Linked DNA regions of Mus musculus: all the other regions are linked to region 2. Evidence: chromatin contacts called from public HiChIP or PLAC-seq data. All regions are on one chromosome and are shown on one strand. Each heading gives the region's core, a stretch centred on a gene start, on an enhancer-like site or on the middle of the called end of the contact. The rest is flanking DNA. Distances are from core to core; before and after follow the strand shown.

The links. HiChIP or PLAC-seq counts read pairs in DNA pulled down with a chosen protein or histone mark.
Region 1: a contact with region 2 is called in an H3K27ac HiChIP or PLAC-seq map of embryonic stem cells, with 6 times the contacts expected there. The contact joins the promoter of Dancr here to the promoter of Gsx2 in region 2. A contact is called at or near these places in 3 of 39 promoter capture datasets (cranial neural crest, embryonic stem cells and hippocampal neurons) and 7 of 115 datasets of contacts at active chromatin or transcription factors (astrocytes, embryonic forebrain, embryonic stem cells and 3 more).
Region 3: a contact with region 2 is called in a CTCF HiChIP or PLAC-seq map of the NIH/3T3 cell line, with 5 read pairs. The contact joins the enhancer-like site here to the promoter of Gsx2 in region 2. A contact is called at or near these places in 2 of 39 promoter capture datasets (the SN4741 cell line and liver), 1 of 15 datasets of contacts at CTCF or cohesin (the NIH/3T3 cell line) and 1 of 115 datasets of contacts at active chromatin or transcription factors (embryonic midbrain).
Region 4: a contact with region 2 is called in an H3K4me3 HiChIP or PLAC-seq map of embryonic limb bud, with 6 times the contacts expected there. The contact joins the promoter of Scfd2 here to the promoter of Gsx2 in region 2. A contact is called at or near these places in 7 of 39 promoter capture datasets (cranial neural crest, embryonic stem cells, hippocampal neurons and 4 more), 1 of 484 Hi-C or Micro-C datasets (embryonic stem cells), 14 of 115 datasets of contacts at active chromatin or transcription factors (the 230-238 cell line, the NIH/3T3 cell line, astrocytes and 10 more) and 3 of 9 other capture datasets (embryonic stem cells, embryonic tail and embryonic trunk).

What each region holds. Positions count from the first base shown.
Region 1 is chr5:74,091,672-74,094,371 of GRCm38.p6, forward strand. Dancr (differentiation antagonizing non-protein coding RNA) reads left to right here and starts at 1,389. Exons shown (of 1, transcript NR_145133.1): 1 at 1,389-2,666. It overlaps Snora26 (small nucleolar RNA, H/ACA box 26), which reads left to right and starts at 1,859; the gene lies at 1,859-1,979.
Region 2 is chr5:75,074,347-75,077,046 of GRCm38.p6, forward strand. Gsx2 (GS homeobox 2) reads left to right here and starts at 1,255. Exons shown (of 2, transcript NM_133256.2): 1 at 1,255-1,991; 2 at 2,620-2,700. The coding sequence starts at 1,415.
Region 3 is chr5:74,491,480-74,494,243 of GRCm38.p6, forward strand. All of the region lies in intron 2 of Scfd2 (Sec1 family domain containing 2), which reads right to left. Among named protein-coding and RNA genes, the nearest start is that of Scfd2, 39 kb to the right of the region's middle. Within about 2 kb of position 1,367, at least 42 of the 459 cell types and tissues checked have an H3K27ac peak or open chromatin away from gene starts, as enhancers often do. A contact at or near this core is called in the NIH/3T3 cell line and the SN4741 cell line, where this site is marked.
Region 4 is chr5:74,530,298-74,532,997 of GRCm38.p6, forward strand. Scfd2 (Sec1 family domain containing 2) reads right to left here and starts at 1,445. Exons shown (of 9, transcript NM_001114660.2): 1 at 485-1,445. The coding sequence starts at 1,322.

The DNA of each region.
Region 1 (2,700 bases), core at 139-2,638, 980 kb before region 2:
CTTGAGGAATATTTAAAAACACCGATTTGTACACTTAAAAGGGTGACCTATAACACTTGGGTTCAATCTCAAAAAGTTATCTAAAAAGTCAAAGCAAGTTGACAAAGCAGGTCATCATTTTTTTTATCTAGACTAAAAGTGGCTGTAAAGAAACACAGGCGAGCATGATGAATAGACTTAGAGTCCTTATTCAAACGAACTCATTGTAAAGTAACATTGTATCAGAATAGTCTTGCTGTGAACTTGGAGCGGCTGTTTATTCTAGCAATCACATTGGCATTGTCCTCAGGCAAGATGGCCTCTTTTCTTTTGAAATAAATACTGAAATATTAAGAGGTGAAACAAACCAAGCTTGAGATTTGCTTTAAAATACCCCCCCTCCCCCAACAGACCAAGACGATAGATGCGCCAGGTCTGGAATGAATGGCTGGCTTTTAGCCGAGAGAAGAACGCAGGCACGTGGCTCTTTGAACATTTTTAGTTTTAATATAAGTTTGGAAATTTAATTTCTTCAAATTAAAAAAATAATTTTATTATTATTATTATTATTATTATTATTATTTTAAAAACCTTGCCAATAAAATCATCTCAGACCGTGGAAATTCTCATTAAAATAAGTTAAGCACATATCCAGGCCTGGTGGTGAAAATTTGTCGTCCCTTCTACTCAGGAAGCTGAGGCAGAAGGACGGAAAGTTCCAGTCTTGTCTGGGAAATTTAGTGAGACCTAGTTTCAAAGTAATAAAAGGGTTTGGGATCTGAGACGCCAGGCTCTACTTTTAACCCAGGACCACTAAAAACAAGACAAAGGTATAGCCTAGGTGGAGAGTGGCATGCATGCCAGCAATCCTAGCACGTAGCACTGAGGATAACAAGTTTGATGAATACCCTGAACTAGCTACACAGTAAGTTAGAAAGCAGTGTGGGCACCTAAGAGAGACTCTGACTCAAAATTAATGGTACGGGCTGAGGAGGTAGCTCTGTGGTAGAGCTCTGTTGAGAACTAACTGCCTCACATCTCCAGCAACATTTCTCCTTGATATTACTCTCCAGGAACACAGAAAAAGGCAGCTCCTCTCAGGGTTAAGGAGGGGCCCTGGGAGTGAACTAGCTGAACAAGAAGGGATCTAAGTCGGAACACACCTAGCACCGGCATAGCTTCAGGAAAGGAAGGTTTCCACTGAGCACAGCCTCAACGCTTCCAACACCGCAGTGGGTGGAGAACCTGCTGCTGGAAGTCAACGGCCCCACCCTACCGGGTCCGAAACGTCCCGACGATTGGCTTCCCATACCAGCCACGCCTACAATCCTTCTGACGATTGGCTGCTCTCCTTTTCCTGTTCTGCCCCCTCCAAGCGGCCCTCTGATTGGTTGCAGGTCTCGGGGGGGGGGGGCAGCTCCGCCCCTCTCCCGGATGGCTGTATTAACGCAGCGCGCAGCGGCTCGGTCTTTCGGTCCCGGCCTTGGTGGTGAGTGTCCTCGTGGGAGGGTGTCAGGATGTCCCCGTGTCCCCTCGAGCTTTGCCCGCCCCGAGCTCAGCTGCTCCCGGCGGCCAGAACGGAGGGGTAGAGCAGTTCTCAGCGGCCCGCGGGGCGGGCGGCAGTGTCCAGCCCGGGGCTGCGCGAGACACAAAGTCCTCTGTGCCGTCCGACCCGGGCACCCTGACCACCGCCCTTTCCCTCTGCAGGCCGATCCACCCGAGCCGGTCCCCACTGCCCAGCCGTGCTGCTGCCTCGGACACAAGCGCAGGTACGTCCCGGCATTGATCGGAGGCAGGCCCTGGCCACGTGGCCGAGAAGACGGAGGTTCCAGGCCTGTCTTTGTTGAGCTGCGCCGGGCCTCCCCAGTCGCCCTTTCCTGTGCCCTTTTAAGGTTGTCGCAGTACTTTAAGAGGCTAACACAGAAGGGTAAAGGAACTCTCCATAAAACCCAGAGAGGAAAACTACACCTCCTCTTTGGATCCTGTCTGGAGTCACAAATGAACCAAAAGCTTCATTTAAAACTTGAATGTGCGCATTTTAGGTTCTGGCGATTGCTAGGTAGTGATATAGGATTTTAAAGAAAAGAAAACGTAGCCTACCTGGTTTAATTTGGTTGGAGGAGAAAGTTCAGAAGACAAGAATACATTTGCTTTTCTAGAAGTGAGATTTTAGGTCAGCTGGAAAGGATATAGTTGAGTATGTTCCACTTATGTGAAACATTTTTATTCTTTCATAGGTTGAAAACTACAAGAAACCCGTGACTGAATGGCTCCAAGGTGAAGTACTCTTGCATGTAGTGACCAGGTTTGCCTGTATTCCACTTTAGGATTAGTATCGAAGCTGAAATAGGTGAAGTGAGGGCCATGTGAGTTTCCTTGAATGGCCTTGTAACTGATTACCCTGAAGGTAGTTTGCTAAAGATTTTAATCAATGTACTAGGATCCTGCCCCACCCCTTCTTCATGTCCCACTGCCCTAGAATCAGATCTGCATGGCTATGACATGCTCGCCGTTTTAAAGATGCAAAGATTTCATGCTAGATCATTAGAATGTATCTGGACTTCGTTAGGACAAGTTCTTTGCTAGTAACCAGTCACGTGCTAGCAATTGAGGTGTGTTAACCTGTATATTGTTGCCTATGAGTAATTTTCCATAATCTTTAATAAAGGCTTCCTGTGTCAATTCTATGGCTTGTTCACTTGTTCTTATTACTGGGGAGGG
Region 2 (2,700 bases), core at 5-2,504:
AATCCTGGGCTCCCTAGAGTGGGGCATCCCTACAACCCAATTATACACTTCCAGCAGGCAAGAGAGGGGTGGTCACAGAGATGGAAAGGGGAAAGAAAGACAGGACAGACACAGAACCCTGAGCCTCCAACTGCTGTTCCCTGCCCTTGATCTTCAAGTTAACTGTCACTGTTGTAAACTCACACTTGAAGTTAGCCATTTTGGTAAAAGGACAGGGGAGAAATTGCTGTCACCTCTGTGGCCTTGACTTTCTCCCAAAGACATCTAGATGGCAGCCACCTAGCAGGTAGGTGCACAAGTCTTTCTGAGCCACCAAATGGAGGTCTGCTACTAAACTGCTCCTTAGGTACAGGCAGGATTCCACCACTAGCTGAATGGCGGAATAAGCAAGGATGCAATAAGCATCTATTGAGAAGGGTGGGGTGGTGTTAGCAGGAGATCACTTAGACCAAGGGACCGCAAGGGCCTCCTCCAGCTGCTACCCCAGTCTCTGCAAAATGTTCCTGGTGAAGTTTAGCGGAGGTTGGGCTTGGAAACTATGTAACTGCTTGAAATAAGAAAGGATTGACTCTTTGCAGAAGGCAGAGCTGCTGGTTAGAAAGATGCACAAGGAAGGATTAGTGGTCTGAGTGACCTCAAGAGAATACAAGGACATTTGAGAATTGATGTAGCCTGGAGTGCTTGGTTTCTAAGCTGGGTTGTTACCCGCCAGACCTTGGCCAAATCGAAAAGCTGGGGAGCAAGGGCAGATATGAATGTGGTGAGCGTTAGACCGGCCGACCTCCACTACAAGGCCACATACGCTGGTCCAGAGCAGAAGTCTCAAGCTTTACTGCGCAGCTAGGGTTGGCTCCTAGGAGCTTAAATGCATTGGTTATCTCAGTTTAAATGGCTTGGAGGTCCCCACCTGGTGCTCTCTGCAGTGTGTCACTGTGAAGCGTTGGACAGAGGCCCAAGCGAGGGAGGAAGGTAGGCAGAAACTGGATCGCTGAGATTTTCCGCTGAGAGTGATGGAGGGAGAGGAGGTCGATCCCTAGCAAAATTAACAGACCCTACACTTAGCGAAGTCTCCCTCTCCCCCTCGTTCTTCCCTGCCTCCCCCCACCCCCACCCCTCCGCTTCTGTTGTGACTCGGGCAGCCTATCCCGAGGGTGGGGAGCTGCCGAGGAGTCTGAGCTGAGCGGTACTCCGCAGCATCACGTGCCGCGGTGGGGGCTATAAAATCCTGGAGCCGGGGCTCCGGGCGGGGGACGTGAGGACCAACCCTCTCCAGGGACCCCTTTGTTCGAGTCCCAGACACCTCAGCATCCCCAAGGACTTGACCGCCCGCGTGCGCCCAGCTTTCCGGACAGTGCTCAGATAGCAGAAGGAGAGAAGGGGACTCAGCAGCCCGCAGGACAAGCCATCCATCGACATGTCGCGCTCCTTCTACGTGGACTCACTCATCATCAAGGACTCCTCACGGCCCGCACCCTCGCTGCCGGAATCGCACCCAGGGCCGGATTTCTTCATCCCGCTGGGCATGCCGTCCCCGTTGGTGATGTCAGTGTCCGGGCCTGGCTGTCCGTCCCGCAAAAGCGGCGCTTTCTGCGTGTGCCCGCTTTGCGTCACCTCGCACCTGCACTCCTCTCGCCCGCCCGCAGGAGCTGGTGGCGGAGCTACGGGGACCGCGGGGGCTGCAGTGGCGGGCGGCGGGGTGGCTGGAGGCACCGGCGCTCTACCTTTGCTCAAAAGCCAGTTCTCTCCCGCTCCTGGGGACGCGCAGTTTTGCCCACGGGTGAGCCACGCACACCATCACCACCACCCACCACAGCATCATCATCACCATCACCAGCCCCAGCAGCCCGGCTCGGCTGCAGCGGCGGCCGCGGCGGCGGCGGCGGCAGCTGCGGCAGCGGCGGCTCTGGGACACCCGCAGCACCACGCACCTGTCTGCGCCGCCACTACCTACAACATGTCGGACCCACGGAGATTCCACTGCCTCTCCATGGGTAGGGCGGGGTACCTGCGTGCCTCCGGGGAAACAAACTTTGCGCCACCAGGGAAGGAGGTGGGAGTAAGGTGGGATCTTCTGTGGAACTGTTGAGATCTTCCCCTAGAAATTCCACGGAGGTGGAAGTTAAGGAGTCAACTTCTTGGCGAGGCCTTGTGCCCTTAGCTCTACAGGTGCACAAGTGTCGCCTGTTATCTGGGCTTTGGAGACCTGGATCAAGACTTCAGAGAAATAGGAGGTTAAACTGACTGAGATTTGGGGTGGATGCGTTTGGACCTCAGTGTGGCATCTTAGCTTCCCTGTTGGTTAAAGGCTGTCTGTGCCTTTGGCCGAGGCTGCTAGCTGGTTAGCTTTGCTAGGCCAATGGAAGACAGACAAGGGGAAGGAGAAGGCAGTAGGTGCAAGTTCCACTGGAGTCCTTTAACTTAAAATCCAGGACATTAAAGGCCTTAATTCTCATGAACGTCTGTCTTTCTTACACTCCCAGACAGACCAGGGACAAACATGGATGTGTTGGGTTAGACTGGGTTCTGGAGCCGCGTTCTTTCCAAGGGTTGTCAAGTAGAGTGGGGTCACTTTTTTTTTTCTGCGGTTCATCACCTCTCTGCTCTCTTTTGGGTCCACAGGAGGCTCCGATACCAGCCAGGTACCCAATGGCAAAAGGATGAGGACAGCGTTTACCAGCACGCAGCTCCTGGAGCTGGAGC
Region 3 (2,764 bases), core at 117-2,616, 580 kb before region 2:
TTCACAGGTGCAGGTTTGATTTACTTCCCCAAGTGCAGCCACTGATGCCTGAATATTCCACACTGCTGTTTCTTTTATTAAAACTATTTTTCCTTTCATAAACCTAGTGACAATAGCAGAAACAATTAACCAGAACACATCCAGAAAGTTGTAGACTATAAATTAAACACTTTTCTGCCATCTCCTCTTTTTTAGACATAAGTTTTAACTTATTGCAGTTACTGGAAGACAATTTTGTTACAATTCATTCTTTGAAGTGTATGATAAAATAGTAGTATGTTTGTCTTATGAAAACTTCTGTTGCTATGAAATTTAATGAGCTTATAAACCGTTAGTAACTCTATAAAATGTCAAATACACACAAATGCCTGTTCTTTTTCTTCTTCTCTTTTAAAGATTTATGTATTCATTTTATGAATGTGAGTACACTGTCACTGTCTTCAGACACACCAGGAAAGGGCATAGAATCCCATTACAGATGAGTGTGAGCCACCATGGCTTGGGGGTAACTGTTAAGAGCACTTGCTCCACAGGCTCCAGGAATGCAGGCAGTGCAGAGACACAACACTCAAGCAAGCAAAACACTCGTACAGGTAAGATGAAAACAACACATTTTCTGGGAATTGAACTAGAACCTCTGGAAGATTAGTCAGTGCTCTTAACAGCTGAGCCATCTCTCCGGGCCTTGTTCATTTGTTCATTCGTTCGTTCTTTCTTTCTTTCCTTCTTCTCCCCCCCCCTCCTCCTCTTCTTCTTCTTCTTCTTCTTCTTCTTCTTTAAAGATTTGTTTATTGTATTTATTGTAGCTGTGTTCAGGCACTCCAAAGAGGACATCAGATCCCATTACAGATGGTTGTGAGCCACCATGTGGTTACTGAGAATTAAACATAGGGCCTCTAGAAGAAAGCAGTCAGTGCTCTTAACCACTGAGCCATCTCACCAGCCCCCTGTTCTTTTTCTTAATTAGCTATCTTGTATCCCTAAGACTAAAACTATTTTGACAAATGGCCACATTTTAAGACTACAAGCTAACAACTGGAACCTGCCACAGATCCTGTCTTAAAGTCTTTCCAGAGACTTGTACAGGAAGACATGGCCCTTTCCACTCACTCCTGGATCTTTATTTACCATAATTACTCAGCTCTTAATGGAATTTTAGAAGTTGCCTTGGTTTGGCAAGTATGAAATGTCAGATTCAGTCTACTAGAAATAAACAGGAAATATTCACCACCAAATAAAATGCAAATACAGCAGCGTTAATTTTTTAAAGGTGCTTGAGTGCTGACTCACAGTACTACTCAACCAAGTGGAAGGCATGTAATTAGGAGGAGGAGGATGTTGACCTATGTATGAATGCACACTGTCATCGTGTGAGTAAACCCAGGGCAATAGTACTTCATGATATGCAGGAATGCTAAGATTACTCACAGGATCTGTATCACCAGTCTTGGTATTCCAACAGAAACACAATAACAACAACAACAGTGATAAACCCAGCAAAGGTTTTAACTTGTCTTCAACAAAGCAAGCTGAGTCATAGTGTGTTACTGGAGGACTAACGATTTCCATCAGTGTGAGCTTGATGAGCTAAGTAAACCAGTGAGACTTCTGGAGTCAACTTTCCTCTTGACTGCTGTTTTCAACAACTCAGCTATGAGAAACATATCCATTAACCTTCATCTCCAAAAAAGTGAAAGAATTACAGAACGGGAGACTGAATCAGATAAAAACTTGGAAAACAGTCTGTCCTTCATCGTTCTCTCAAAATACAGCATTTCTTGCAGCTGAACATTCATCCAGTGACTCCAGCCTCTAGAGCTAGATCTACCAGAGAAGCCAGAATGGAGCATGTTCCTCCAGGTGACACAGACAGCAGCTCTAGGAGAGCAAACGCTTTCTAAGTGTGGACAAGGTCAGGCAGAGAGGAAGCAGCTAAACAATGGGATTAGAGTAGATTGAGCTGGAGTAGCTTGGGCAACAGGCCCATGAGAAAGCCTTTCAGAAAAGGAAGGAAGTATGGATGTAGCCAATGAAGCCACTTAGACTGCTGTGCTCACATGTTCATTGCTGAACTAGTACCTGTGCAGTACTGAATGGAGCTGAGGACTGGGTTGGATGATGCCCTCTGTCGCTGAGATATCAATGTCCCTCTAATGACTTTTTATTTTGAGACAGGGTCTCACTAAGCTGCCCAGGAATTCATTTAGCTGTCCTGAATTCATTTAGTAGCCCAGGCAGGTCTTGAAATTTGCCGTCCCCTTAACTCAGCCTCATGAGTAGCTAGGAACAGCTAGGACACCATCACTAGGCCTCCTTCACTATTTATTAAGAACCTACGTTATACAATGGAGTACTACTCAGCTATTAAAAAGAATGAATTTATGAAATTCCTAGGCAAATGGATGGACCTGGAGGGCATCATCCTGAGCGAGGTAACCCAATCACAAAGGAACTCACACAACATGTACTCACTGATAAGTGGATACTAGCCCAAAACTTAGTATACCCAAGATATAAGATACAATTTGCCAAATGCATGAAACTCTAGAAGAATGAAGACCAAAGTGTGGACACTGTGCCCCTTCTTAGAATTGGGAACAAAACACCCATGGAAGGAGTTACAGAGACAAAGTTTGGAGCTGCGACAAAAGGATGGACCATCTAGAGACTGCCTTATCTAGGGATCCACCCCATAATCAGCTTCCAAACGCTGACACCACTGCATACACTAGCAAGATTTTGCTGAAAGGACCCAGATATAGCT
Region 4 (2,700 bases), core at 195-2,694, 540 kb before region 2:
TGAGTTCCTGTCCTGATTTCCTTCAATGATCGACTATGGTGTGGAAGTGTAAGGAAATAAACCCTATCCTCCACAAGTCGGTTTTGGCCATGGTGTTTCATTACAGCAATAGACACCCTAATTAAGACAACTGGTATCTGGAAATGTCTAAGAGTCTCAGGTGATGGCAATTCCCTCCATGTCAAGGTCATCTCATTTTTTCCAGTCTCTTGGACTAGGCCCGGTTGTTTTATCAAAAGCAACGCACACTAAAGCCATATTTGCCCGCTTACAGCATTTAACAAATAAAATTGTGCTTTATCTATGTCCACTCTCCACTAGACAAAACTTAACTCCAGATGCTGTCAAATTAGGGGCTGGTTCTTTTAGTTCATCTTTATATTGCCAACCTCAATATGAGGCCAATAAACACATATGCTGAATCAATGAACAGATCCTCTAGCTAGGAGAGTGAAGATGAACAACTCCCAGAAATGCCACCTACCTGTGAGATCCAGAGTTCTATCCACAAAGACCACAGAAGCCCTGCCTGTAGCAGTCTTTTTCCTGTTCTTGGCGGGGGCATAATTTGCCAGATCTGTAGCGATGACCCGACTGAGGGGACCCACGGCGAAACACTCCTCTCGTACCCCTAGATGTTCACACAGAGAACTGAGGCCTGACACGAGGCATCTGATGTACAGCAGCAGCTCTGGGGTTAGGGCAGTGGCATCCACCTCACCCAAGCTGCTCAGCCTCCTCTTGTCGGGTCTGGCACTGTTAAGAGCGTGGACATCCTGAGGTAGCAGTGGGAAGAGGGTAGCAAAGGCTGGAGTAAAAGCGAGATGGGAGGCAACAGGGGCGAGAAACAACGGGACGTGGAGCACCTCGGCCGTATAGTTCTCGTTGCCCATCCACTCACAGAGCTTCTCCTCCAGCTGTTCGAACACCGGCTGCTGCCCCTCGAGCTCGGCCGCTGCAGCGGCCGGTACGTGGTTAGCAGTGAGGTGGACTGCGTGGCTCACGGCTGTGACCACCACACAGTGCTGAAAGTGACTGCGGCAAATGATACTCTGTAGAGTGTCTACGATCCGGCCTTTCAGCGGGCTGCTCAAAACGAAAACCGCCCGGGGCTGCTTGGCTCCCCCGCCAATGGCCTGGGGTTCAAATTCCCGCAGGTGACACGCAGGACCCTTCACCGCCTCCAGAAGCCGGCTGGATCCGCAGCTCCAGTGCAGGCTCTCGGCGCAGGCAGCGTCCAGGTAGACCACGGACCACTTCACTTTGGCCAGCACCTGCTCCCAGCCTTGCTGGGCAAAGGCCAGTATGCCCGCGGCGCTCATGATCCCGTATCGCCAGCTGGCCAGGGGTCTCACCGGCGTACGGGCGGGAACTCAGGTCAGAACGCAGGGCTTCCGGGTACTGAGTACTTTGACAGTCAACACAGTACACGTGGGCCTGTCTCTGACGCTCGGCGTTCGCGCGCGCGGTGATGACGTCTTAGGCGCTCATTGGCTGATCAGGCGCGCGGGCTGGCGGAAGGAACGTCTGCACTTGAAGGAGGAACGGAATGTGCTTACAGGGTCGATAGTCCCTGAAAAGCTGGAGGCAGCAGCTTTCTAGGAAAGAATTGAAATGGGTTTTGTTCGTCCCTCCCTTGTCAGCTCTCATCACCTTTTCCTCCAGGTTAAGAATTCTCGGGAATAATAAAACCTGGTCTGAAGCAAAGTACTTCCCCCATCTGAACTTGGAGAAGCCAAACAACTACTGCAACGTAATAGTTGGTCTTGTGTAGGTTATCTTCTGCGTTGGTGCACTCCAGCCTCGTGAAATACCTTTTGGGACCAGCAAGATGGCTCATAAGGCTAAAAGCGCTTGCAACACAAGTCGTATGACCTGAGTTTGATCCTTCGGACTCAATGTAGAAAAACAGGACCCGGAAAAATTGTCCTCCATGTGCCAATTGTGGAAAACGCACAATCACCCATCCCCAACACACACACACACCACATACACAGAGAGAGACAGAGACAGACACACAGAGAGAGACAGAGAGATCCTGTCTCCACACAGTCAAAAGGCTTTGGGGTCCATTTCACAGCTACTAAGATGAGAATTGGGTTGAGGAATAGATATACTGATCTACACATCTCAGTTTAGAACCTGTTTTATTATTATTATTATTATTATTATTTAATTGTGGAAACATGCATGAGATAAAAAAATTTAGTAATTTACTGTTCTAATTGTGTGTGTGTGAGTGAGTGTGTGTGTGTGTGTGTGTGTGAGTATGTGTGGACAGGATCTCATTGTGCAGCCCTAGCTGTCCTGGAACACATGATGTGGATCAGGTTCGTTGCAAACTCACAGAGATCTGCTTGCCTCTGCCTTCCTAGTGCTTGGATTAAACGTGTGTGCCACCATGTCCACCATTAGTCATTTTAAAATGTACAGTTCGGAAACATTAAAAAACATTCATGCTGCTGTACAACCAATCTTTGGAACTTTTTATTTTGCAAAATCAAAATAGTTTCAAAACTATATACCCTTTAAATAACAATTGCCACCCTCAACCTCAGCTCCCTGCACCCCCCCCCCAGCATTTGTCAGCCTCTACTTTAATCCTGTTCTCTTTGCATTGGCACTGTGGGTCTTATAATTGGGTCCCTGTACTATCTGCTTTATTGTGATTAACTTACTTCACCTAACATCATTCATCTA